6 separate regions of the Mus musculus genome follow, and regions 1, 2, 3, 4 and 5 are each linked to region 6. A link is a contact called in public HiCAR-type and promoter capture Hi-C data. All regions are on one chromosome and are shown on one strand. Each heading gives the region's core, a stretch centred on a gene start, on an enhancer-like site or on the middle of the called end of the contact. The rest is flanking DNA. Distances are from core to core; before and after follow the strand shown. Region 1 holds the start of Macrod2 (mono-ADP ribosylhydrolase 2). Region 2 holds the start of BC039771 (cDNA sequence BC039771). Region 3 overlaps Macrod2 (mono-ADP ribosylhydrolase 2). Region 4 overlaps Tasp1 (taspase, threonine aspartase 1). Region 5 holds the start of Ndufaf5 (NADH:ubiquinone oxidoreductase complex assembly factor 5). Region 6 holds the start of Kif16bos (kinesin family member 16B, opposite strand).

Region 1 (4,242 bases), core at 186-2,685, 2.5 Mb before region 6:
TGGATGCTTGGTCCTTTGAGGGACATCCTCCATGTGTCAAACCACACCTCTTGGTTAATGTTAACACTGCCTTGACCATCCATGAGAACTTCGTCATCTTTCCTCCCAAAGTCTACCCCATTGCCATTTTATCTGGATTCTACATGAGTCAAAGCCCTTCTTATTTCATTATCAGTGTGATTTCAAAGGCTTCCTTCTTGAAGCTTTTTTCTCCCAACAAAAATAATGTTTTATGTATTTGATAGCATTTAAAGAAAAATCCCAAAGAAAAATGTCAAAATAAATATTACTGTTTTATGATGTTGTGAATTCATTTTTAAGTCTCATTACTCAAACATTCTTCCATTCTTTACAATTCTCAGCTTGGTCTCTCTTTTCCCTTTTCTTTGTCATTGTCATTGTCATTATTATTATTATTATTATTATTATTTTAATGCGTTTTACTTCTCTTTGGTGGAAGGCAGTTTAAGGTTGAGGCACGAGAATCCCTAAATTGTGGCAAGCCTGAGCTACAAAAGACCCACTCTAAAAAACAAACAAACGAACAAACCGTGTTCCCTAAAGTTATTTGCCAATGCATATAACTATATTGATCCTAAATTGATGAATAGATGTGAGTTTCCCAAATCCACTAAGCCAGCTTCGTGGAGAGATAAGTTTGGGGTGCAAAGAAGAGGGTGCAAAAGTTCTATGTTCTAGGTCACTGCTCTTGAGGTAGATTCTCTGGCAATTGGATTTCCTGAATCATGAGAGAACTACCTAGGATGGAGCTAGATCTTTGGATGAGAAGTTGTTTTGAAGTCAATCAGGAATAAAAGACAACCAGGCACTAGTTGGATTTACTTTGATGTGGGACTTGGTTCTCATACATTTTGGTCACCAGATCTTAAAACTCTCGAGTTGGCCCTGTGTACTGTGAAGCTTTTGAAACTTCACAGAATTCTAACTAAATCTCTAACCCACGATTGAGCAGCGGGTTGCACACGGTCTGGATCTTTTCTTTTGGTTCTATTTGTCCACCGAGAGGAAAGCGTCAGGTAAAACCTGTTCAGACGAGGCGGTTACAACTTCTAGGACGGGTGACCTCTTCTTCATTCTACAGTCCCCTAGACTCTCATCATTGTCAGCGGGGTCTGGGTCATCAGGCACACCTGCTGGCAGGCCACGCCCTCAGGCCCTGCTCCTCCCGCTCCCCGCAGGCGGTGGCTGCACGCCCCGCCTCCGTCGTGAAGCAGCCTCCCCGCTCCTCGAGCTCTGGCCCCGCCCCTTCCAGCTCCCCAACGTCCTCGGCGTCGAGCCCAAGCCTGCGCCTGCGCCTGCGCCCTGAGGCTGAAGTAGGGGCGCGCCTTGGCTAGAGCCGGGAGAGCGGCGGGCGGAGCAGCCAATGGGCGGCGGCGCTGCCTGGCTGCCGGGAGGCGGGGCCTGCGCGGGTGTTAGGTTAGCGCGAGGCGTGACCTAGTTGACAGGCTCTGAGGTGCTGCTGTGGCGGCGGCCGCCTGGCAGAGCGGGCGGGTCGAGGGAGGAGGGCGGCGACGGGCCAGCGGCTAGCGGCGCGGGACGCAGAGCCTTTGCACTTTTCCCTCCCGAGTGTCCCCTCCATCCACCCCCCACACTCCACACACCCTGTTTGCCCGTGAGCCTGGGGAACTTGCAGCTTAAAGCCAGCCACCCCCACGGCAGCATGTACCCCAGCAACAAGAAGAAAAAGGTGTGGAGAGAGGAGAAAGGTAACCGGCCCCGCGACCCCGGGGACGGGCGGCGGGTGGGTGGGGGCGGGGGCCCGGCGGGGCGGCGCGACGCCCTCCGCCCGCAGCCTCCTCGCGCCCTCTCTCTCTCGGCCGGTGCCGCTCCTGCCCGCGGCCGCGTCCACGCGCGCGCACGCCACCGGCCACGCGCCGCCCGGGCACCTGCGGCTCGCGCACTTGTGGGCGCACACCCCTCCGGGCGCCGGGTCACCTCCTACCCCGCGTGCTCGCCTCCCGGCAGGCGCGCGCCCCCGGGCTAGGGTACAAGTTGGTCAGGACCCCAGCTGGCACTTTGTACCTCCCGCCGGGTGTCCCGCGGACCGGTGCCGGCCGGCCGGTGTCGCTCTGGCTGCAGTTGCTGAGCCTGGGGAGCATCTGCACCCGCACCTGCCTTCCTCCGGTCCCAGCCTCTGTCCTCCTGACATCCCAAAGTGGCTGGGGTCCCCGCTATGCTCAGCTGCAGTGTGACTTTTGAAATTTGGAACCCAAAAGGAGCATCTTGTCGGAGAGAATAAGTGCCCTCGGAGAAGTCTGAATGGGCTTTCCTCGGCAATGTGGTTCTCTGTTGCATCCTCATTCATAGTGTGAAGTCGCACGGAGTAAGACAGCGAGCACTCTGTGAATGAACCCTTCCATCCCTGAGTTTTGTGCACATCGAGGCTTATCCAAATCCGTTAGATTGACAGCGGCACGGATTCCTTTAAGAAATAGAACTGTGCGATAAGTTCTTTTTCTCCTCCTGTCTGTCTCATCTCAGTTTCATAGGTCATATTGTGATGTAATGCTTGATTCTCTGGCATATTTTTCTTCATCTTTTTCTTTCTTCTCTTTTAACCTGTTTTCTTACCTCAACCTCCGACCCCAATTTCAGAAAAACTATTTGCATTGCTACTACCAACTTGCACCAAATTTGCATATAAAAGATGGAGCAAGGGTGTACCATTTCCTCAGGACTGTCTTCTTACGGAACGGGGCTAAAGGGGGTAACTCAGTTGAAAGTTGATTTTCTTGCTGATAGCTTGTTAAACATTTTTGTTGCAAGTCTCTGTCCTTTGTGAACCTTTTGACCAAACAATGGACTTAAAAGTGAGAATTAGAAACAATTCTCTAAGTAGTGCCTGCTTTATGAAAAAAAAGTATCGAGGAGGGAGTATTCAAATCAACTGCAGGGAAGTATGAATATGGTCGAGTAGCGCAGTTAAAGTATCCTTTAAATATTGAAAGATTCGCTTTAGTGTCATTGTTTCAATGAGTGTGAGTGCTGAGAGAACTAAAAGTCAAAGTGTCACAGAACAAATACTCTTTAGCTTGAGAGCTTGACTGCAGGGCTGGGACATAGCTCACAGGTAGAGCACATGCTGACCTCAGTGAGCCCCTACACCTGGTGCTGGGGAAAACTAAACAAGCAAACAGATCAGGAAAGAGCCAGGTACGTGAACTAGTGAGACGTTTTATTAGTGCTTAGCTTTTGTAGTAGCAATTTAAATTGAACACACTAATGTGAGCATCGGAAAAGTTATTTATTTATTTATTTGTTTATTTAATCCGTGTTCTATCTGCATGCACACCTGTTTGCTAGAAGAGGGCATCAGATCCCATTATAGATGGGCTTCCATGTGGTTGCTGGGAATTGAACTCAGGACCTCTGGAAGTGTTCTTAACTAGTTAAGCTAGTGTTTGTAACTGCTGAGCCATCTCTCCAGCTTTGCATCATTGATGGTAGTAAAATATAGTGTAAAATCAATTTACATTGTACTTGGTAACATGAACCATTGAAATTATAGTGACTACCTAAGAACTGTTTTTACTATATTAGACAAACTGCTCCTAAAGTAACATCTATACACATAGATTGTGATAAGCAGACATTTAAGAATTTTCAGTATCTTACTGTTTTTGCCTTTTGTTTCTTTTATAGGAAAAATATAACCAAGTCTTTTCAATTAATTAATTAATTAAGGTACTAACCAAAGTTTCTCCTACATTCTCTCCCCACAGTCCTTTTCCCCTTTCTTTCCACTCATGACTCCTACTTTTCAGAAAAGGGGAGACCTCCCATTAATATTAACCAGTCTTGACATATGAAGATGCACTAAGGCTGGGTGCATCTTCTCCTACTGGGGCTAGACAAGGCAGCTCAGTAGGGGCAAAGAGTCTCAAAGGCAGGCAACAGAGTCAGAGACAGCCCCTGCTCCTACTGTTAGGAGTTCCACACGAAGACCAAGCTGTATAACTGTATGTATATGCAGAGGGCCTAGGTCAAACCATGCATGGCCCCTTGACCAAGTTCTTTTTTTTTTTTTTTCATTTTAATAAAGAAGCAAATGCATAAAAAAGGCTTTTAGTAAAGTTATTTTCTTTTATCCCAAACTAAGCTATTTTTGCATAAAGCTTAAAGTTAAAGGGAAATATATAAAGTGAATGCTTTGTATCTGTCTTCTAGGGATGTCTGTTTTTGGAACAGTCAGGTGTGAAATATCATCTGTTATTCCACCGA
Region 2 (4,111 bases), core at 1,441-3,940, 2.8 Mb after region 6:
GCTTTAGTGGTCAGAAAGGATTTTAAACAATTCTGTACACATACACACGAATGTGCGTTATTATAAAAAGTTACTTATTTAGAACCTTATATATATATATTACTGTACAGTTGACTCTCCATACTGGCCAGTTTTACTTGGATCTAATAATTTGAATAACTTTGGATAGAAAATATTTGATATTAGAGAGATGGCTCAGTGGTTAAGAGCATTGACTGCTCTCACAGAGGGCCAGAGTTTGACTTCCAGTACCAGCATGGCCAGTTCACAACCATCTGTAACTCCAGTTCCAGGGGACCTGACACCCTCTTTTGGTTTCTGAGGGTCTTGCACAGACATAAATGCAGTCAAAACACCCAGGCACATAAAATAATTAAAAATGCATTAAAAAGAAAAAGAGGTCTTTATTGAATGTGCATGGAGTTCTGATTTTCCCCTAAGCAGCAGAGCATAGTAACTGGTCATGTAGTGTTGTATTGTATCAGTGTTGTATTGTATCAGTGTTGTATTGTATCAGTGTTGTGTTGTATCAGTGTTGTATTGTATCAGTGTTGTATTGTATCAGTGTTGAATTGTATCAGTGTTGTATTGTATCAGTGTTGTATTGTATCAGTGTTGTATTGTGTCAGTGTTGTATTGTATCAGTTCTAAATCCTCTAGAGGTGGTGTAAGTTGCACAGGAGAATGTATAGATTATATGGAGGGCAGCATTTATGTAAGAGTTTTGGCAATGTGAGTTTTGGTAACTTGTAGGGCCCTGGGACCTGCCTAAGGTTCCTAAGGATGCCAAACTAAGAAATACTTGTATAGTGTTGAGCAAATAGGCTTGGGGTAATGATATTCTTAAGTGCATTAAATGGCATTTTTATTATTTTGGCGTATAAAACTCTGAGTTGGAGTAGAAGTATGGCCTATGTCACCTTGATCTAGAAAGAGAGCAAATATTGTAATCATTTATATACCCCCCTCAGCATTGTGAAGAAACAGAATTCTACAAACTTCAGATCCCCTGTTTGAGTCCAGCTAGGAGCCCAGGTGAGACCTGGCAGGCTCAGAAGCCTGTGGGAGCATTGAGTGGAGGACACGAGTGTGCAGAGGCTGGGCGAGACAGCACAGGCTACACCAACTGTCAAAGATGAGTCTCATCCTGAGGAAGGGGACTCTGGGAGAGATGGAGGGTGCTAGGAACACTTGCCTCTGGAAACTTTGTGATGTTGAGAAAGTCAGCAAAAGAGATAAAATGGAGGATCCTGAAGAAAGCAAAGGGCATCCCAACAGAGGGCAGACGACCCTGAGAGCAGACCCAACTGATAAAGAAATGACACCATTTTAACACTAGAGGGCGTGCTTGAATCAGGAAACCCAGTCAGCCACCCAGGCGCTGCCCTTGCTTGCACCGGATCTAACTAATGGTCAGAAAAGAAATGTGGTGCAAACCCAGGAAGCAGAAGTGTACTAAGCAGAGCTACAGCCTGAAGAAAATAGAGTTTGAAAGTCAAAGCATTTCCCATCATAAATGTTGTTATCATCTCTTAGGTGTAAACACACACACACAATATCAATCTTTCCCCCCCCCCCCCCCAAGGGAGGCTACAGAGAGAACTCTGTGGTTAAATTCTCTTTCAGAGGATCCAGGTTTGATTCCCAGCACCCAGGGAGCAGTTCACAACCATCTGTAATTCCAGTTCCAGGGCGTGTAAGGTCCTCCCCAAGTGTCCAACATGCAAGTGCTGCACAGACATACATGCAGGCAAAACACTCAGACACATAAAATGGTGATGATAATAATGGACTTAGAAAGGAAAAATGAGAGTGGATTTATAGTCCTCTTGTATGTGGGACTTTGCAGTTGTTGTTAACCTTGGGCTGTGGGGCCGAGAGTAGTTTTCCAATAGAGTTGAACAGCAGCCACCATCCAGCCTAGGTGTTCTCCTGGCCACTGGCCCATCAAGATGAAAAGTCTTAGCTATTGCCCCTCAAGCCTATGGGGCTTTGTGTCTACTTGTACCTGCTAGGATGGAAGAGGAATTTTGCCACATTTCTTCTGAGGATAAATTGAAAAGGAAAAGATCCAGTGATGTCCCTTCTGCTTCCTGGTTCATTCTTCTTACATCTGTGAGCTGCATCCTCTAAGCAGTTAGGTTGTTCCGAGGCCACCATGCTATGAGGAAGCCAACCTTAGCCAGAGAGGCCGATGACAAAGTCCGAGCTACATGGAGAAGCGACCTACTGCTTGCCAGCTGCCAGGCCATGCCTCCTCTCACCCCCCAACCCCACATTCTAACTCCAGCTACCATCTGGCCATGGCCTCATCCGACACTCTCAGCCAGAACTGCTCTGCTAAATTCTTCTGGAATTCCAGACCCTGAGAAACCATGGCAATAAGGAAATGAGTATTGTTTTAAGCCACCGAGTCTTGTGGTCTTATTACACAACAATGGATAATTAGGATGAATAAATCCTTAAGGAATAAAAACGAGTTCCAGAGAAAAACAGCAGCTTTACTTAACAACCTTTTATGTTCGTTTTTTGTTTTGGACAGTTCTCGAAGAAGCTGACAGTACAGAACATGTCGATTTTGGAGAAGAATTATGTCCTTCTTTGACTTGGCTTATAAACTAACCTTTCCCCTGAAGAAGAATTGAGATATTTTTAAATGACTTCCTTTTCCTTTTGTCTTTCTGTTTTGTAGCTGGGAAGGTTTAACTCTCCATGGCTTTTGGCAAAAGATGTGGGACAGATTGTTAGAACCATTCACTACGTCCATGCCTGAGACAAAGGTGAAAGGATGCAGGAATCTGTAGTACATTGCACAGAGGTATGACTGATTGGTTTCTTCCAGACTGGATGTGAGATTTACTACTGAACAAAATTCGGTAGGGTATAGGTGAGCATAGTAGAAGCCCTTGGTTATGCAGGGCCCACCACTTCTCCAAGAGGCTGCAGTTGAGGACATCTTTGACTCCATAGCTTGCTGGAACAAACCACTTCTCAGCCGCCTCGTCTTCAAATTCATCTACATTAAACTTAGTGAAGCCCCGCCTCTTTGAGATGTAGATCTTCCAGCAGCTAGGGAAATGGAACTTGGTTCTAGGCGGGTCCTTAATCGTATGTTCTTTAGAATGTGGCTTGGTGCAGATGGATATGATGACCCAGCAGATGTGAACCCTGGCCACTGTGCCTTGGGGCTTCTCAGAGGCATGCACACCTGTCTGGAGCCTAGAGTCGGGACAGCGTTGAGATTAGAGACAAGAATAACTGCCAGGAAATTGTCTCAAAGGTCCCTTAGGAAAGCAGACTGTGTAACTACCCATGTGGGCAGTGCTGGCAAGTTTTGCTGCCAACTTTAGATGCAACCAGCGTGCTAATCCCAAGGAAACACTTCCCTGAGCAAGTTGCCTCTGAGGCCCAGGGAACCCCTTCAAGTTAGGCATCCTCACAGGATGGAGCCTCCGATGGGTAGAGCTTTGCCCTCCGGACTCCTTTTGCCTTGTCTCAGGACAGTGCAGGGGGTTCTGTGGCATTAATTGCTTTAATAATCTCACTTGCTCTCTCAGCGCCGTCTGAATGCCCTCTTGGCTTCAACTTACTTCTGCTAAATAAGTTAGTGTGTAACTTTTACATTCCATTTCACTCTTGTTCTAAGGACGCAGGCATAATTAAGGCAGCTTCTTGATCGAAATATTATGTAAATGACCCCTATTCCCGGTCCTGGTGGGATCCCTGCTTGCCACTCAACGTTGGTTTTACCTTACCAGTGATTAACACCTGCTATAAAGCTAGATAATTACAACTAGCTGATTTCCTCATACCAACACCTGTACCTTCAGACATCTTCCCTGGGGTTTCAGTGGCCTGCTCTCTGAAAATGTCTTTGTCACCTTTTGTCTATTGCTCCAATCTGTTTTCTCCTGCGGGGTCACCAGAGTGACAGGGACATTTGACCTAAGTCGTCATGTCCTTCTCATTCACTTCATTCTGCCTGTAGCATCCTCTGGTGCTGAGGTCCAGTCTCCACTTTTATCTTTGATGAGAAAGAAATCTCTTCCATCTTAAGTGCTGGCACAGGATTCCTCACCTCCAGTCTCAAATTGCCCCTCCTCCAATTTCA
Region 3 (4,493 bases), core at 533-3,032, 2.1 Mb before region 6:
ATAATGACTGATCCTAATAGACAAACTGCACTGTCTTGAACATATATAGTATATCTATTAAAATTGTTGTACTCTAATTTTATATATGACAGTACTGATAGTAACTTAGCTTAATTAATAGTATTCATTTTATAAGTCACACTCAAAAGTAGGCAGAAATTTTAAGTGAGGTATGTAAAAGAGTTGCCTTAATTTTTACATTTTAGAAAACTAAGTAACTTTGCAGGTTAGTTTACAAAATGAACTCTACTTTAATTTTCAAGTTAGAAATATTAGAGCTGAGTGTTATCCTCTTAATAATGTACTATAGTTTTGTTTTAACTCATATCAGTTTGGTTTGCAATGTGAAAGTGGACTCTAAAAGAGATTCATGTCTTGCAATTGAAAGATGGCAAGAGAGTTCACTTGTGGCGCTCTTACCATCTTTGAAATAAAGCTATGGTGCCAGTAACAGCTCCACACAGTCTTCTTAGAGCATGTCTCGGGATTAATGGACTTGTACATTTGTGCACAGTGAACATGAATGTGGTCATTTGAACAGCAAGCAGAGCGTCTGTTCTCATCTTAACTAGGACTGTTGTGAATGGACTATTATTGTGAAGCCTGATAAACGACAGAGTCCATTGGTTGCTTCAGCTTCTAGAAGCCCCTAAGTAGGTTCAGTGATGAAGGTATTTTGGTCTCCCAATAACTAAATCCTGGAGGAAGTCTAGCACTGCCCTGGTCGGTTATTGAATGTCTCCAAATTTAGGGCTGATAAAGCAAAGAGTTATCCTTTAGTATGTAGTATTTACTGCCTTAAAATCTAAATTGGGTACTTTTCTTGGCCTGTTACTCATGAATGGAGAGTTGAACCTAACCTTCACAGATTATATACACAAAGCACCACTGATATTTAAACAAGATATAGTATTTCATATAAAACGAATCCCCAAGATAGTGACTTTAAACTTACAGGAAGATCAGTGTTCTTATATATTTTTATTTATGTTTTTACATGAGGCCAGAGCTACTATAACTAGAATGATTTCTATGGCATTTAGATGTCCAATAGTGTTTGATTGTTTTCTTCTCATCCGTGTTGTTAGGGACACATTTTGTACTTACAAAACTAAATAAAAGTTTATGCCTAGAAGTCTACAATGCAGTACTATAGTTAATTCAAGAATAAAGAAGGGATGTTCAGCTAAGACAAAATTCTAGAAGGTTTGGAGGCAGGGAAAGGAATAAGGAAGACTTGCTTTGAAGAGGTGTGTGAGTTGATATAGGTGGGCTACACAATGCTCTGTTCACCATAGAATCACTAAGGCTGTGGACAGTTCACAGTAGGATGGCGGTCTCCCATACCAGCAAGATGAACTTTTCTTCTTCTCTATGTCAGGCTTTCACTGTCCATTCTGCAGATCACGTGGGAGGACGTGGAGGAGTTAGTATCCACCATGGACCCTCAGTGAATAGGATAAGAGGAAGAGTCTGTGGATGAATGACCCAGCATCGTGTCTCCCCCAGGAACAAGATTTGGTGGTGCAGCATACTTAGAGTAACCTTACCAAAATTGTGTTTCAGTGGCTCATAGTGCTCTGTTGCCGTTTTACATAGCCGTTATTGAATCTTACCCTTCCTAATCAACAAATCCAAATGAACAGATTACTCCCAGGTCAGTTACCTTAGGAACAAAAACTCAAACAATTCAGTTCAATAGAGATGGTGAAATAACAGTGCAAAGTGCAGATGAAGCTCAGCATTGGCGAGCAGTTGTTTACATGGAATTTCACATTCACGGCTTCAAGGCAGTTAAATCAGTTACACCACAAGGCCTATTGGCAGAAGGCTTGGCACTCTTCTCCAGGCAGTGCAACTCTCCAAAAGGTTAACAGATAGACGCCACGGCCAGAGCTTAGCTTCCATGTGGTGGGTTCTTCTCCTCCTTGTTTTGTTTTGCAGTGTTAGGTCCTTGAGCAAATAGGTGTTTAATTTGTCTTTGAGTCAGTGCCAGAGTTATTCTTTCAAATAATAACTTGGCGGTGGTATTTTGAGAAAGTTGAGGATAGCATATGAGAAACAAACCATCTTATGATTCCGACAAGGCAGCAATAGCACTGGGAATAGAACAAGGGGAAGTAACTGAAGGATATATCATATGGTATGGTGTGGCTTGGTAGAGGAGAGAAATTGTTCTTTATGATTCCCACCAAGACCCTCAGGAGTGGAAAGGGGCGGGGAGGGGTAAGAAGGCACAGAGTCAGCAACACAGGAGTCAGTTGAGAAGCAGAGCAGATTCATTTATTGCAGGAAATGGGCAAAACTTTATACTCCCTCCCAGGATCTCATTGGCTCTCAAGTAGCCGGATGTGGCCCTGTCTCTTTCTCATTGGCTCGCTCCTTTGCCTCATCCAGCATCAGCAGTCTCTAGCCCTGCCAGCAGATTCTAGGTTGACTAGGGGAAGAAGGATCAGTGGCGCATGTGCCAGCATTGCAGCTGGGCCTGCTTGGCGACGTTCCTCCTACAAGAACGATGTGAAAATGTATAAATACGGCCGGGCGGTGGTGGTGCACGCCTTTTAATCCCAGCACTTGGGAGGCAGAGGCAGGCAGATTTCTGAGTTCGAGGCCAGCCTGGTTTACAAAGTGAGTTCCAGGACAGCTAGGGCTACACAGAGAAACCCTGTCTCAATAAATGAATGAATGAATGAATGAGTGAATGAATGAATAAATGTATAAATACTTATAACCTGGATTGCCAACTAAGAGGATACTGATATTTTCAGTCAAAATAGACAATATTAGCAGAAGACCATGCCTTTAGTTGGAAAAGTTTGCTTTTATGATGAAAATCTGTCACCCAGCTGCCAAATACCTATTTTTTCCCTCTGTGTTAGATTCTTCATTTTAACTTAAGCCTATAATGTACTAAGCTAGAGATACCTCCCAGATTTCCTCAAAGCTGTTCTTAGCCATGTGCCTAGTGTTGTGCTAGATTTCCTCAGAGACAACATAGAAAACAGAGGCTAAACTGGAGGTTGCCCTGTCACTAGAGCCCTATGCTTACTGTCTACTGTCTAAAGGCACATGGGCCAGAAATACTCTGGGGGTTTAAGATTGCTCTGAGGGTGGGAAACATGAGGTTTTCTAATCAACAGGGAAGCCATAACAACCTCAAATTGTATTTGGGTGAAGGGTTACACCTCGTTTGATCTGTGTCATAGGTACTTCGAATCTTCATTTCTAAGTAGTTAAGCTAATGCTAGCTGGTGGCTCAGAGCCTATTGGGAGGAGGAGGCTTAAATGGCAGTAGAAAACAAAATAAATATATTAATTAATTAAAAAGAAAATTACTGTAGCAGTTAGCATTTGATTATTGTATTGTAGGATCTTTCTTTATATCCAGGGAAGCAGAGATGGCTTAGCAGATGATACATAATCCAAAAGTGGTGGATAGGGTATAGAAACCTAGCCCCACCTGAGGTCAGGCTTGTTAACCCTGTGCTGCAGTGCAGGACAAGGCATGGAGAAAGGTCAGTCATTTGTTTCTAAAGGAGAATAGACTGTGAGTAAGAACACAGAACTATTTATTTAATATACAGTTTTGGAAACTCTACATTTACTTCCTTTGAAATAGCTTGTGTGGGAGTAGAGAGTTGGGCCAGGAGTAAAGAGCACTTGATGTTCTTCTAGAACCTGAGTTTCATTCCCAGCATTCACATGACAACTCACAATCGGCTGTTTCAGGAGATGGAGACCAGTACAGAAAACCACCACCAATCAAAATACAGAGCTGTGGAGCTCAGTATAAATAGATACCTCTACCAAGTAACTCCCACACCTATAGTTCTGTAAGAGAGGGCAGAAAGACTGTAAGAACTGGAGGAACGGGTGTTGGCTGTGAGATCGTATCTCCTAGGACTGGCAGAGGCCATGCCTATGCTGCCTTGGCAACATGACTGCCTAAGCATGACCTGAACATGGACAACGATAGACATGCCCATGTAAATGGGGGGAAGGTCACAAAGCTTAAACCCTACACAAATAGCTATGGGCAATTAAGAAGTTCTGAGTTAGAGAAATTGTCTTCCCTAGGAAAATGACAGCAATTGGTTATTCAATACCACATAGTCGTTCCTGAAAACATTAAGAAGGGGAAAGAAGAATACTCTATGTGGGAGGGTTTGGTGGGAGGAAAGGGAAGGCTGGGATGGTATAATTATAATCTCAAAGATAAAGAAATTATTTAGAACAAACAAAAAAGAAAAAGCAATTTGAGACAGCTCTTCACCCTCCGTTCTAGCCTGCAGGGCACCCTGATAAGGCACACAGCTCTCCTCAAGCCTTGCTTTGCTCCCGCAGCACAGGGCCTGGAAGCTGCCAAGCAGGCTCCGCCTCTGAGTTGCTCTCTGTCTCAGTACTGTAGCCTTGTTCTCTGCAGGACCTAATCTCCCATCCCTTTACATTGTAGCTCTTATGTCACTGCACACGATGCATGGGATGCTTGGTCT
Region 4 (4,379 bases), core at 146-2,645, 3.0 Mb before region 6:
GGTTCCTAGGCTTGGCGGTCAAGGGGATAACCACGAGGAGGAGGAGAAGGTGAATGGGGGAGAAAGAAGCTGCCAGGCATTAGGTGAGTTCAAGAGAACATGGCCCTGAGAGCTGACCAATAAGAGTTAAGCCACCCCAGATGAAACATAGAAAGTAATAGCTCAGGGTTATGGATAGAAAAGTAGAGTCTAATAGCATAGAGGGTATATATCTGCCAAGCTCTTATGCTGTTTAAGGCTTATTGCAAATATAAAGATTGTGTGTGTCTTTTATCTAGGAACTATCCGGTCAAAGGTAGAATGGAAATCCTGGATCAGAATTAAATACATTCTACAAAATGGATATATGATCAAACTGACTTCTAAACGTCTGCATTTGCACCCATAGATTAGTGCTGACTTCAGCACTGCTTAGAGGAACTTCCTTTTGCGGTAAGCTGCAGTCAATCCAATGATTCACAACTGCTTAGAGTTGTGAGCAACTGTTTGGTGCTCAGTCCAAAATAGGACATCTGTATCAAGGCCCCTCTAAGTTCAAGGACTATAATGTAGGAGTAAGAAGAATGTAAGAGCTGGAGATAGAAGAGAATACCCTGCGAATTGTCATTATCTAGACATGACATGATGGTTGGTTGCACTCAGGAATTCACAGCAGTTATATTTACCTGAAAAATTCCTGCACAAGACCAAGCCAATCAAAGTTTCAGTAAGGGTGGGATAGGACTCATAAGCTCCACCCCTTCCGCAGGAGCTATCAGCAATTGATGGCTCCTGGATAAGTAAGCTATTTTTTCTTCCTGGGTGTGGCCATCATATAATGTAAGCTTTCTATAGAGTCTCAAAATGACATTAGCATTTTTAAATATAATTCATTATTTCACAAATTTTTGCTTTGGCAGACTATTTTTCTTCTATAAACTGTTCTAACCTCAATCCTGATATCAAGAATCCCCAAAAGGGGAAAAACTAAAATTGCATACATAAGAGAGAAGGGCCCTATATTCCCAGGCAGCCAGCACATAGGAACACAGGACCAGCAGCAACAAAAGCCCACATTCAGTATGTACTAATGGCATACCACACATCTCCAAGGAACACTGATGATTTTGAAATACATATGTCATCATATAAATGCTGCCATTGACTCTCACTGAAAGTATTGGGCATCTGAAAAAAAAAAAAAAATCTTTCAACACAGCCCCGTTAGAAGTCCACAGGGACAGATAAGTGATGAGTAAAGGCCTTTCCAAATTTAAAAGGAAACATTTGGTACTTCAGTTTCCAGAATTGCAACATCTCTTTTTCAACAAAGAAATTTATTACACAGTACGTCACCTTTTCCCTGTCAGGGGATTTACTGCCAATTCTGGAGTTGGGTTACTTCTGGTTTTCAAGCCTGTCTTGTGAAATTACAGAGAGGGTTGCCTTAAAAGTGATAGAACACACATGAGTTCAGTCTACACAGTGTCCCCTTGGCTATCAAACCTGGAAGCTATTATATACAAGAGGAAAACATAAGGAGCTTTATAAAGAGACAGAATAAGTGGTGAAGATGTCTAATACAGTCAAGTCCAAAGGCTAGCTCACCAACCATACAGAGTAATTCTCCAATGTGTACTTAGTTCTATTACATAATTCTCATCAAACTTTTGAGTATTTATAGCAACAGTATTAAAAACAACTCAGGCATTTTCATACACTCTTTGAGAAACAGTGGCTAAGTGAAGAAAAAGCATTTTTATTATGATGCAGAGGTATTATCCCTCAAAAATTAGGGTGATATGTATGACTAATGTATGCTTTAAATTCCATACTTAGTCATGACAGAAAATTATGTCAAACAGTTCTAATTCAACACAGACAAATATCTGATCTAAGATATACAATATCAATTCAATGTTTATCACTATTGGCAGCTTTACTGAAAAGATATAACAAACTACAAAAGTTTTAACTGTCTAAACAATTAGCTACATAAACAGGAAACTTTTTGGTTTTGTGAATGTGACACTGTCACAAATTAGAACATACTTAAAGAGACTGAAACATAAGTAAAAGACTTTCCACTAAAGAAGTAGTGTCACATCAGAATGTTCAAAGCTCATACACAACTGCCCTCTTCCCCAGTCTCTATCTGCTGCCCCTTTCTTTGTCAAAATGGCATCTCAAGGTGAGAATTAACTTGGTGTTCACTGAGGGTCATGATGCAACAGGATCTTTCTGCTGTCCTTAAACTCAGCTAAATCACAACACTGAAATGGGCACAGAAATTGGACAAAAGATGATGATTTTTTTTTTTAAATGAGAAGCAACAGGCTACATCAGAAGTGTGTTTCTAATTGTTATTGGCCCTAGATGTATATCAGTACCGTGACAAGTGAGAAATGCATTACACGGAAAGTACATTAGGCTTCCCACACCTGAGACCTTAATTAGGGCAATGGCCATTTAAAAAGTAACACCATGATGCTCAGATGGTGTTCTTTGCCAATCTCTTATCTAGGTTCTTACTCTGTTAAAAAGTGGACCGCAGACAAAGGCAACTCCACATGTCAAATCTGAGGTGAATCGATTGGGATCTCCATGCCTTGGCTTCCTGATTTGAAAACTCAAAAATGGCTTCATGTAAATGACATTAACATTCTCACAAGACAAAATATACCTGTAAGTACCTTAGAACTTCAGGAAATCTATGCTTAAAATGTAGTTTCAAACAAGGAGTCATGGCTCACCTGTCTATATTCCCAGCACCAGGAAAGGTAAGGAAGGAGGTTTATGGAGATGAGCCTAAGGCAGGCCAGACAGTGATACAAAGTAAATCCTGTCTCAGCAGTAATCATAACAGTAATGGCTGTGTGCTGGCTGGCTGAGTGTCAACTTGACACAGCTGGAGTTATCAGGAGCTTCAGCTGGGGAAGTGCCTCCATGAGATCCAGCTGTGGGGCATTTTCTCAATTACTGATCAAGGGGGTGGGGGCATTGTGGGAGGTGCCATCCCTGGGCTGGTACTCTTGGGTTCTATAAGAGAGCAAGTTGAACAAGCCAGAGGAAGCAAGCCAGTAAGTAACATCCCTCCATGGCCTCTGCATCAGCTCCTGCTTCCTGACCTGTTTGAGTTCCAGTCCTGACTTCCTTTGGTGATGGAAGTGTAAGCTGAATAAACCCTTTTCTCCCCAACTTGCTTCTTGGTCATGATGTTTGTGCAGGAATAGAAACCCTGACTAAGACAGGTTGTTATTGTTATTGTCCTTGTTGTTATTATTATTAATACTTCAGTTTAAGAGCTTACAATGGATAGAGAGGAAATGCTTTTCAAACATTCTTAAGTAGTAAAACACACTTTTAGATTAACTTCAATTGTAGAGAAGCTTTACAGTGGATGAGAGAAGGTCACCAACTTACTAATTCATCATTAAATGACCAATTATTATATATACCTAGAATTTTCACAAACATTTTGCTTAGTGTTTACAGCTGACTCAGAGAGATGGCACGTCATCCCCAACTGATGAGAAAGAGAATGACTGTTGTCACTAAAATTCTAAGACTCAAATTTTATAGTTACTGTTTCAACACATGAATAAGGAACGGGAAACAAAAGAAAAATCCTCAAAGCCTTGAGAAATCTGAGCCATGGGACTGGTTCAGCAGATAAAAGCACTTGCTGTTCTTCTAGAGGACCCAAGTGTGGTTCCCAGTACCCCTGCATCCACTGCAACTCTAACTCCAAAAAACCTGATATCATCTTGTGGCCTCTACATGAACTTGCATACATGTGGCATTCCTCAGAAAGACATAAACATGCATACATATAAATATAAAATATAAATCTTTTTTATAATCTATTTATAAAAATAAATGTTTTAAAAAAGTAAACTCTGAGTCCATGGTAAAAATAAAAAATCTGAGTCCATAAAAACAAGAAGCTCAACAGGTCTGGTACTAAGCCTTAGATAGTAGAAGGCTCCAATTTTATTCACTATACCCTGGAAACAGTAAGTTCCCAAGACATATGCCAAATGAAAAATTGAGATTTTATTTTGCCTTAAAGCCACAGTGTATATTTCATTAGCCAAAAAGGTCAAGATGTGATTATAAACATCTAATGTGTAACTGTAATGTAAAGTGTGTGTGTGTGTGTGTGTGTGTGTGTGTGTTAAATGTGTGGAATAAGGTCCATAAACAAAGGAATATAAGCAAGATCCTTATGCTATAGCATACATTTAACATAAGTACCAAGTCAACCATATATTAAATAGTATCATTAATAACTTTCTTAATGAGTTTAAAATTCAGATATGATTTATGAGGTTGATTTCCATTTCCAGGCCTCTTAAAAACTAAAAAGAAAAGTTTGAGCTGATGTTATTTCCCAATAA
Region 5 (4,574 bases), core at 563-3,062, 2.7 Mb before region 6:
AAACCAAGATTCTGAAGGCAGAATCATGCTTATTATGAGGCCAGATCTTAGATAGTTTCATAGGGAATTGGTGGTCAGTCTGGGTTACCTAGTGAGATTGTTTCAAGAAACCAAAGACAGATGCTGGGGAGAAGGCTGAATCAGCGAAGCGCTTGTAATACAAATACAACATGGATTTGATACTCCAGAACACACACACATAAAACAAACAAACAAACAAACAAACAAACCCTGAATGCCTGTAATCCCAGAGACAAGAGGACTCACTCCCTAATCATCCAACTTAGCTTACTTGAGGAGCTTCAGGTTCCAATGAGAGGTTCTGCTTAAAAAAAAAAAAAAAAGTGGAGAGCAATTGAGGAAGACACTAGCCATCACCTCTGGCTCCATATACAAGCACCCTTCCAAACATATGAGCACACACGTGCATGGGTATGTGGGCTGATGTAATCATCTACAGATGCAACAGACACAGGAAGACAAAAACAAAAGATTCTGAAATCTCAGCTGGTCTAATTGGGTTTTCATAGTCTTGTTTCATTCTCTTTGTTAATGTTTACTTCATAATTGCATAAGCTTTTGGTTTTACAAAGCTGTCTCTTAACTAATGAGGGGCATTTAAAAAAAAATCAAATCAGATTTACCTTAGTGTTATTTCTATAAATCCTAGTTTCTATCAAGACCCAAATTAGTCTCAAACTACAGTTAACAATTGTCACGTTCTTCTTAATAAATTTTTCCATGTGTATGGGTGTTAAGTATTCATGTGTGTCTGCATATCACTTCTGTGCCTCCTGCCCATGGACGCCTGAAGAGGTCTTCTGAGCCCCTGGAACTGGTTTTACTGACTGGACAATAGTCAGCCATCAAGTGGATGCTGGAAATTTAACCTAGGTCCACTGAAGACCAGCAGCCAGTGCACTTAACCACTGAGCAATCTATCCAGTCCCAAATGTCGCTTTTTTATAACATTTTATTCTCAAAGTGACTAAGGCCTAGATAGGCTATAAACACACAAAAACGCTCACAGAAGTTTGTATGCCTAATGTTCCTTTGTAAAGCGTCCCTGGTGGTTGGATTTCTCCAGATTTCAACTTTGCAAAAAAGTCAGAAGTTTCTGTATGAATAAAAGCTGACTGACCAAACAAGACAGTATTTACGCCCCTCACTCCTGCGACAGACTGTACGCCATCACAACAGGCTAGCCTAGCCTTGAACTGCAATCACTTCTGTCTCTCGGCCTCAATACTGGAATTACAGTGTTGCTTTACTTCAGAACCCTTTACATTCTAATAGAGAGAGAGAGAGAGAGAGAGATACTACAACACCTGGAACAGCTGTACGACACAGCTACCACCTCAACCAACTGCAGTGCGTGTGAATGTTGGAAATGGAAGCCCACGGCGAACATGGGATGTTCAGAGGAGCGAAAGCAACTGGACAGCACTTGAAACGCTTCCCGGTCTCCCTCAAGTCCACCCACCCTCTGGCCTGGGAGCTCCAGGTCAGCTCGTCCCGAACCATCTTCCCACCTCACAAACTTTCGGGGCAAGTTACTCGGCTGCGTTCTCTGTCTCTCTCGAGAAGCAGCTCTGAAGAGAACAATGAGGCCAGAAAGGGACCGGACTATAGGGGCTACTCACAAATCCCAAGGAGAGCCCGACGGGCGACCGCACAGTTTCCCACCACTCTTCTCAGATCCCAGTCTGAGTTCACATGGAGCGCACTCCCACAATCCTCCGCGAGACGCTCCGTCTTAACGGCACGCGAGCTGGGCCAAACTACTTCAACCTTCCGCCTTGGAACTGCGCTAGTCGTAGTCCCGTTGGCGCATGCGCCTAATAGAAACCATGCCCTGCTGTGGCGCCCGGGCTGAAGATGCTGCGAAAGGTCGTTCTTTTGCGCCTCTGCCCACTGCTTGGCCGGCCAGCGGTCTCTGCATCGAGCGGCAGTCGCAGGGAGGTCGCTTCTGGTGTCCCTCCTTCGGGCAGCACCTCGCCCAGAGCCCTAAACATCTTCGACAGGGAATTGAAGAGGAAGCAGAAGAATTGGGCCGCCCGGCAGCCCGACCCCATGAAATTTGACTACCTGAAGGAGGAGGTGAGACTGTGGGGCTGCGACGGAGGGAGGCGTGGAGCCGGGTAGGGCGGACCCACCCACCCGACTGTGTGACCTTGAGAAGCTTCACTCTCTAGAGCCTTTCTGATTTTCCGGGAAGCACGAGAGGCTCCGATAGCATGCGGGGCAATCATTCATTCGCTTTGCAAACACTGCTTGAGTTCCAGGGAAAAGCAAGATCATTTAGGAGTGAGTAGGAGACACATAGACAGGGAATGTAATTGCAGCAAAAGGAAGGTGAAGAAAAAGTGAGATAGCGGTATTGGTGACTGCGGTGGTCAAGAATGGCTGTTATGGCGAAAAGTGAGAGATTAGTTGAGCCGAGATGAGAGATGGGACGAGTCTCCTAGGAAAAGGAAAAGTGCAAAACTCCTAAGGCCAAAAGGACGTGTAGAGGCCTTCAATAAGTCCTTCCATTCTGTTCAAGAAAAGCTTGTAAGAGACTGAGTACAAGGTGTGGATAGTTGACTGCATCCCGGATGACGCCAGTCCGGGGAAGGGTGGTACTTACCATACGATTTCTTTTATGTTGTGTTTAGGAGATGGTCGTCTATACTTTTCCAGACTTGGTGTTTACTAATTTGCAAGCATTGGCTGTCTTAATTTATTATGTAATATATACCAGCCTGACCTCGAATTCATAGAAATCCACCTGCCTCAGCCTCCCGATGTTGATGTTGGGTTTGAGTTTCCGAGACAAGGGTCTTTTTAATATATCCTGGTTTGGAACTCATAGTCACCGTGTATTCCAGACTGGCCTCAGACTTGTGGTAATCCTGCTTACTCCTGAATCGAAGGACTATAGACATAAACTGCCACACCAAGGAGATCGTTAATTTTGATTTCATTAAATTTGCTTCTAAAGTAATTTGCTTCCGTTTGTTTTCAGGGTATTTTATTATTTCCATAATAAAAAAATAAAGTATTTGTAAAGGAAGTTGCTGTGGGACAATAGCAAATGGGATAGAAGGAAACACTTCTGTTTTGAAACATATGTTGAATCTTAGGAAAAAAAGTTACTTTTCTGTTAAGCCTGCTTGGTGTATTTAACCCATTGACTCTTGAAATTTTCCAGGTTGGAAGTCGGATTGCAGACCGTGTTTATGACATAGCCAGGTAGGAGATGCTATTTCAGTGAGATGCAGTCTCTCCTTCTCCCTGCTCCTTTCTCCCATGCTCCCCTCTCCCAGTCTGTCTCTCTGTCTTTTTCCCAAAACAGACAACTTGCTCTAACTCCTAAGCTATACCTTGAACTAGGCTTGGACAGCCCACCTTTCTTAGGTTCTTAAGTATCTGAGACTATAGACCTGCTTCTCCAGTCCTGGTTAAGAACAAAATCTGATGTTGAATGAAGACTGGAAATTAAGTGATGTGAGTTTGCTACGTGGAGTAGTTGAGTATGAGAAATGTATTGGCAGGATTAGAGATTTAACTCACTGTAAACATCTTTCTTTTTAGATTTTTGAGATAGGGTCTCACTATGTAGCCCAGGAGGCACTCCTCCTGCCTCTGCCTCTAAATGTTGAGATTATAAGCATACACAGCCACTCCTGCTTATTCTTTTTCTTGTCCGGGAAAGCAAATGCTGTTTTCTTTTCTTTTTTTTTTTATTAGGTATTTAAATGCTGTTTTCTTCATTGGTAACTTTTATTTTTCTTTTTTTAAATTATGAATGTAAAACTTGTAGCTTTCTTCAAGCCTGAATGACTGATCTACTTCATGTAGCCCAAATTTAGATAGATTGCTCAAAATATGGAATTAAAAATTTAACTACATGTGAAATTTTAAGATTTATTAAACTTAAGTTTAGGTTTTATTGAAATGAACAATAGAATCTTCTGCAGTTTGAGTGAAGGAAAAAAAAGTCTATCTAGATTTGTTTTCCAGTTAGTATAGGTGAGACCTGTTGGAGAACCCTGCTAGTAAGGTTTGCAGCCCACCATGTCTGGATAGCTTTCTAAGCTCAGTGCAAAGTGGAAGACTCCCTTTCTCAGAGGGGCTTCCATTTCTCTATCTAGCCTTGTTTGTTAGTGTCTGAATACAGATGTCTGACCTTATTTGGAGGATAACCCTGCAAAGAGCTTGCTGCAATCTCTGTATGATTCAGCATAAGGCTCACTCTTGCCCCCTTCCCATATGATAATGAGGTACTGTGTTATGACCAGTGGACTCTTTCCACCCCTAAACCTAAGAGCCCTTATATACCCTACCCCTGGATCACTAAAGTAGAGCTGTCTCACTGAAGCTTTCTCTCGGGAGCTCTCTGCTTCTGCTCCCCCATCCCTATCCCCCCTCCCCCCACCCCCGCTGCCCAGCAAGAGGAAAAGGAGATCCACAAGACATTGCTCATTTTATCTTAAGCATTGGTAATAGTAATACAGATTCTACAGGGAATGACTTGAGAAGGAACATCTTCAATGAAGTAATATAAAAGTCTTGATGGATCTATTGCCCTT
Region 6 (3,979 bases), core at 754-3,253:
AGACTTTGGAGTTGGCACAAGTGAGCGTGTGTCTGACAGCTCGGGGAACCCCTCACACTTCCATGATCGCCCCCAAGTATTTCACTTCACCAACGTGGTTCCTTGGTGTTTTTTTTTTAAAGGGCGAGCAAGAGAGCCTCACGTTCTGGGATGGGGACTGTACATGGAAATCTCCCCGGCCTCGCGGACACTTCCCCTCAGAGTCCCCTTCAACGCGGGAGAGCTTTGCCCTTCAGGACCGCCAAGGCCACTGGCACGGCCAGGTGGGTCAGGGGTTTGTCCCTTTCAATCCAGACCGGCCTCTGAGCGGGGCTGCCCGGGGTTGGGGTGTGGCGAGGGTGGGGGGCGGGAGGCCCCACTCACCTGCGATTCATGGGCCGGACTCTCACGGCCACCTTGACCGATGCCATAGCTCATCCCGGCCCGGCCCGCGGGGGCTTCCAACAGGCCTGCGCCCCGCGGCCGCCGGCCACTCCAGCGACTGTGCCCGTGCCCGCGCCCCCGCCCACTTCCCTCTCACCCGCCCCTCGGCTAGGGCCGACCTGGAGTTGCTAGGCGGCCACACCTGCCAGGCCACTGAGCATGCCCAGAGCGGCTCCGGCCCGCGTGATCCACGCACCGGGGTTTGGCAGCTGCCTACGGCGCGAAGGGGCGGGGCCCGGAAGTCTGGGCCCCGCCTCTTCGGTGGCCACGCCCCAGCGCAGCCCCACCTCGAAGTCAATGGCAACCGGCTGTGCTGTCTCTAACTCGGAAAGTCAAACCCAGTCAGGCCCAGGACGATCACTGCATTTAGAGCATTCTCAAGGAAACCGAGGAATGGACTACCGAAAACGAGCATTGCAACCAATAACATGGTCCTGACTTTATACGGCCCGTGCTCGTCAACTCATCTGTCTTGTTGAGAAGCGAAAGGTCGTGGAGAACTCTGAGGGACTGCTCTGTTTCTTCAAAGAGTTCTAAGCATGTGTTCTGAACCACAAAATTTAGGGTACCAAGAAAACAAAGGATCGAGGATTTTTTTAGGCAGATAGAAATGTCGTTATATTGGTTGGAATCATATCTAAAGGGAGTTTTTGCATTTTGGGGACAGTTTAGCAATTTAACTTTAGTCATTGGATCAAAAGTGAGGACACCCGCTTTCTTCTTTCTTTCTTTCTTTCTTCTTCTTCTTCTTCTTCTTCTTCTTCTTCTTCTTCTTCTTCTTCTTCTTCTTCTTCTTCTTCTTCTTCTTCTTCTTCTTCTCCTTCTCCTCCTCCTCCTCCTCCTCCTCCTCCTCCTCCTCCTCCTCCTCCTCCTCCTCCTTCTCCTCCTTCTCCTCCTTCTCCTTCTCCTTCTTCTTCTTATTCTTCCCTTTTTTTTTATGAGCTAAAGCCCCTGGCATCAGTGATTTCTTACCGGGCTATCTCCCTGTAAATTCATTCAGTTAACCCTATGCCTTCACCTGTAAGTCACCTGCTGGACACAAAAACTCCAGTATCAACTATCTTCCTCCTGCCCCAGTCAGGGTCGCTCAAAACTTACAGACCAGCCTTCCTCCTGGACCCTGATCTCCTGCCTTTGCACTTGCTGATGGAGTATAAAGCAAGCCTACTGACTTGCTCCTCCTCACCCTCGAGGTCTCTAACGACCACAATGGAACATTCTGTCCTCAAGACCAGCATATCCCCGCTATTATTTCACTCCCGGGCAGATGACTTCGGTTCAAATGGTCTCTAGAAAGCTTAGATGTGATGCTGCTTAAGTCCCTGAGGGGAGCCGAAAAAGTCTCCCGGGTTTTTGGCTCGAACTCCAATACTAGCTTTGAGTCTTCCAGTCTGCCTCGCCTGCTAAACTGGAACTCCAAGGGTTTAATAATAGACTAAGTGAAATAATACGACGGCCAATGTGTGGTCCACTAGTACCAGGAGTCCTCATCTCAGCTTTCCTAGAACCCTTCAAGGTAGGGTAGAATCAGAACGTCCCCTTTGTTCGGAGTCCTACAAAGCCTGGACTAAGGCGCTTACAAGTTTAGAAATGGGCGCAGAGTCAGCCAATCAAGGGCGGGAAAACTCGGAGGGTTGAAAATGGGGCGCATGCGCAATAGCAGAAGCAGCGGGCGGGTCCAGGCACAGCCGCCAGCCAGGCTGCACCCGGCTGTGGCAGCCACGGGCAGGGGCGGAGCCCGCCGTATATGGGAGCTGCTTGGGGACAAACTGTGTAGGGTGCGCTCTCGGGCGGGCAGGGCTTCAACACCCTACCAGCTGTAGAGTCGCTGAGAGCAACCAAGACAACCAAGAACAGGTGTGCGAATTCTGCACTCAACTGCAAATCACTTGTTAATGTGAGTTCCTGTTCCTGGAGGTTTTGCTTGTCCAGTTTGGGCTTATGCAGGCCATTCTATCCATAATTTCCAGCAGCCTACACGTGTACATAATCCTCTGATTCCAACACCACCTTGCGATTTGACACAACCGACAAAGTGCTGCGGCCCACGGAACACGAACAGCAAGCCTGCGGATTTTAAACTAGAAGCAGCGAGGTTTCTCGCCAGAGAAATGACTGAACAGCCACCCCTTGATTAATTTACTCTCTGCACCAAGAAAAATGAATAAACAGGAAGGTTTTTAAGGGCTTGCTCATCTTCTCAAATTCCAATGAATCTCTGGTACCCCTTTCATTTGTTTCTGTCTTTAGAAATTTTAGACTTTTTAAAGTCTTCCAGGACTTAACCTGCACAGAAGCTTCCTCCGGAAGTCAAGTGTGAGGCTCCCCGCGTGAGGCTCCCCATTGACTAACTGCTAAGCACAGCATCAGTTTGGTAAGGACAACTGCCAGGAGAACTGTTACTCAGAAGAATCACCAAATAAAGTCTCTTAAAGCTCCTGAACGTGTATGGGGGGGGGGGGATTACCTCTATATAGTCTCCTCTAATTAAAATAAAATGTGCAGCTGTAGTAACATCTGAAATTTTGATGATACTGGAAATCACAGATATTTAGGGACTGTTGCAGCTCTCTCAGATTGTTCTTCCTTTTTTATTTTGACTTTGAAATTAGGCCAGTTGTGAAGCTGATACTATAACTTGTTATTTAACAAAAGGACACATAACTTCATTATATTTATTTTCTATACTGTGGTTCTTGTTCAGAAACATTGGTTTTTGTTTTGGATCTCATATCGTTTACATGATGGATGTAAAACAGTTATTCTGGGGCTGGAGCGATGACTCTTGCCAGTTAAGAGCACTTGATGCTTTTGCAGAGGATGGGGACTCCGTTCTCCGCTCCTACATCGGGCAGTTTACAACCATCTGTAACTCTAGGTGATCGAATGTTCTTTCCCAGCCTCTGCCAGCACAGGTGCACACTACACACACACATTCAAAAGTAAGTCAGGCATGAATATGTAAAGGCGTGTGTGTGTGTGTGTGTGTGTGTGTGTGTGTAGGCAGGAGGTGACTGTTTTGCAGTAACATTCTGAACTTCATTTATTGTTGAATTTCTTGCTGGTCCTTTTTTTTTAAGATTTATTTATTATTATAATAATACACTGTAGCTATCTTCAAATGCACCAGATCTCATTATGGGTGGTTGTGAGCCACCATGGGGTTGCTGGGATTTGAATTCAGGACCTTCAGAAGGGCAGTCAGTGCTCTTACCCACTGAGCCATCTCGCCAGCCCCTTCTTGCTGGTTCTTAAGCGACCTTATCATTTCCAAATAGGTATTGGTGATTTACAGTCCCTAAGTCTTAACAACTTCAGTACAAAGTGAGAAAACCCAAAACACTATGTTGATTTCACTTCAAAGCATTTAAATCATCTGGGAAAAGCCTCATCAGAAGGAAAATACTATGGACCCATTAGCTATACTTTATTCTTTTTCTAGACTCTAGAGAGTAAAATTGACTTACTCTTTCACAAATAGGACATTTTTACAACTTTGATAAACATATTTAAATTGGGTCTTAAGACATAACTGACATCTCATAAACACCTTTAT

What was found. Promoter capture Hi-C pulls out the DNA fragments that hold promoters and counts their contacts. HiCAR-type assays count read pairs that join an accessible place to other places.
Region 1: a HiCAR-type map of astrocytes shows a contact between it and region 6, with 8 times the contacts expected there. The contact joins the promoter of Macrod2 here to the promoter of Kif16bos in region 6. A contact is called at or near these places in 15 of 39 promoter capture datasets (the 3T3-L1 cell line, 3T3-L1-derived adipocytes, cranial neural crest and 10 more), 6 of 484 Hi-C or Micro-C datasets (CD4 T cells, LSK cells, embryonic stem cells and 2 more), 3 of 115 datasets of contacts at active chromatin or transcription factors (astrocytes, bone marrow-derived dendritic cells and pro-B cells) and 1 of 9 other capture datasets (adipose tissue).
Region 2: a contact with region 6 is called in a promoter capture Hi-C map of the 3T3-L1 cell line, with 4 times the contacts expected there. The contact joins the promoter of BC039771 here to the promoter of Kif16bos in region 6. A contact is called at or near these places in 3 of 39 promoter capture datasets (the 3T3-L1 cell line and liver).
Region 3: a contact with region 6 is called in a promoter capture Hi-C map of liver, with 5 times the contacts expected there. The contact joins the enhancer-like site here to the promoter of Kif16bos in region 6. A contact is called at or near these places in 4 of 39 promoter capture datasets (the 3T3-L1 cell line, cranial neural crest and liver) and 1 of 115 datasets of contacts at active chromatin or transcription factors (astrocytes).
Region 4: a promoter capture Hi-C map of liver shows a contact between it and region 6, with 4 times the contacts expected there. The contact joins the enhancer-like site here to the promoter of Kif16bos in region 6. A contact is called at or near these places in 7 of 39 promoter capture datasets (the 3T3-L1 cell line, 3T3-L1-derived adipocytes, the C10 cell line and 2 more).
Region 5: a promoter capture Hi-C map of liver shows a contact between it and region 6, with 7 times the contacts expected there. The contact joins the promoter of Ndufaf5 here to the promoter of Kif16bos in region 6. A contact is called at or near these places in 12 of 39 promoter capture datasets (the 3T3-L1 cell line, 3T3-L1-derived adipocytes, the C10 cell line and 7 more), 3 of 484 Hi-C or Micro-C datasets (B cells, CD4 T cells and liver), 2 of 115 datasets of contacts at active chromatin or transcription factors (astrocytes and embryonic stem cells) and 1 of 9 other capture datasets (liver).

Annotation. Positions count from the first base shown.
Region 1 is chr2:140,393,995-140,398,236 of GRCm38.p6, forward strand. Macrod2 (mono-ADP ribosylhydrolase 2) reads left to right here and starts at 1,436. Exons shown (of 19, transcript NM_001013802.3): 1 at 1,436-1,727. The coding sequence starts at 1,682.
Region 2 is chr2:145,698,505-145,702,615 of GRCm38.p6, forward strand. BC039771 (cDNA sequence BC039771) reads left to right here and starts at 2,691. Exons shown (of 4, transcript NR_033220.1): 1 at 2,691-2,818.
Region 3 is chr2:140,771,274-140,775,766 of GRCm38.p6, forward strand. The region is part of intron 3 of Macrod2 (mono-ADP ribosylhydrolase 2); the gene reads left to right. Among named protein-coding and RNA genes, the nearest start is that of Flrt3, 100 kb to the left of the region's middle. Within about 2 kb of position 1,783, at least 10 of the 459 cell types and tissues checked have an H3K27ac peak or open chromatin away from gene starts, as enhancers often do. A contact at or near this core is called in liver, where this site is marked.
Region 4 is chr2:139,918,671-139,923,049 of GRCm38.p6, forward strand. All of the region lies in intron 10 of Tasp1 (taspase, threonine aspartase 1), which reads right to left. Among named protein-coding and RNA genes, the nearest start is that of Tasp1, 150 kb to the right of the region's middle. Within about 2 kb of position 1,396, at least 37 of the 459 cell types and tissues checked have an H3K27ac peak or open chromatin away from gene starts, as enhancers often do.
Region 5 is chr2:140,168,834-140,173,407 of GRCm38.p6, forward strand. It overlaps Ndufaf5 (NADH:ubiquinone oxidoreductase complex assembly factor 5), which reads left to right and starts at 1,813. Exons shown (of 11, transcript NM_027093.4): 1 at 1,813-2,100; 2 at 3,194-3,234. The coding sequence starts at 1,879. Esf1 (ESF1 nucleolar pre-rRNA processing protein homolog) reads right to left here and starts at 1,725. Exons shown (of 14, transcript NM_001081090.1): 1 at 1,644-1,725.
Region 6 is chr2:142,900,962-142,904,940 of GRCm38.p6, forward strand. It overlaps Kif16bos (kinesin family member 16B, opposite strand), which reads left to right and starts at 2,004. Exons shown (of 2, transcript NR_131921.1): 1 at 2,004-2,280; 2 at 2,394-2,611. It overlaps Kif16b (kinesin family member 16B), which reads right to left and starts at 503. Exons shown (of 26, transcript NM_001081133.2): 1 at 364-503. The coding sequence starts at 410.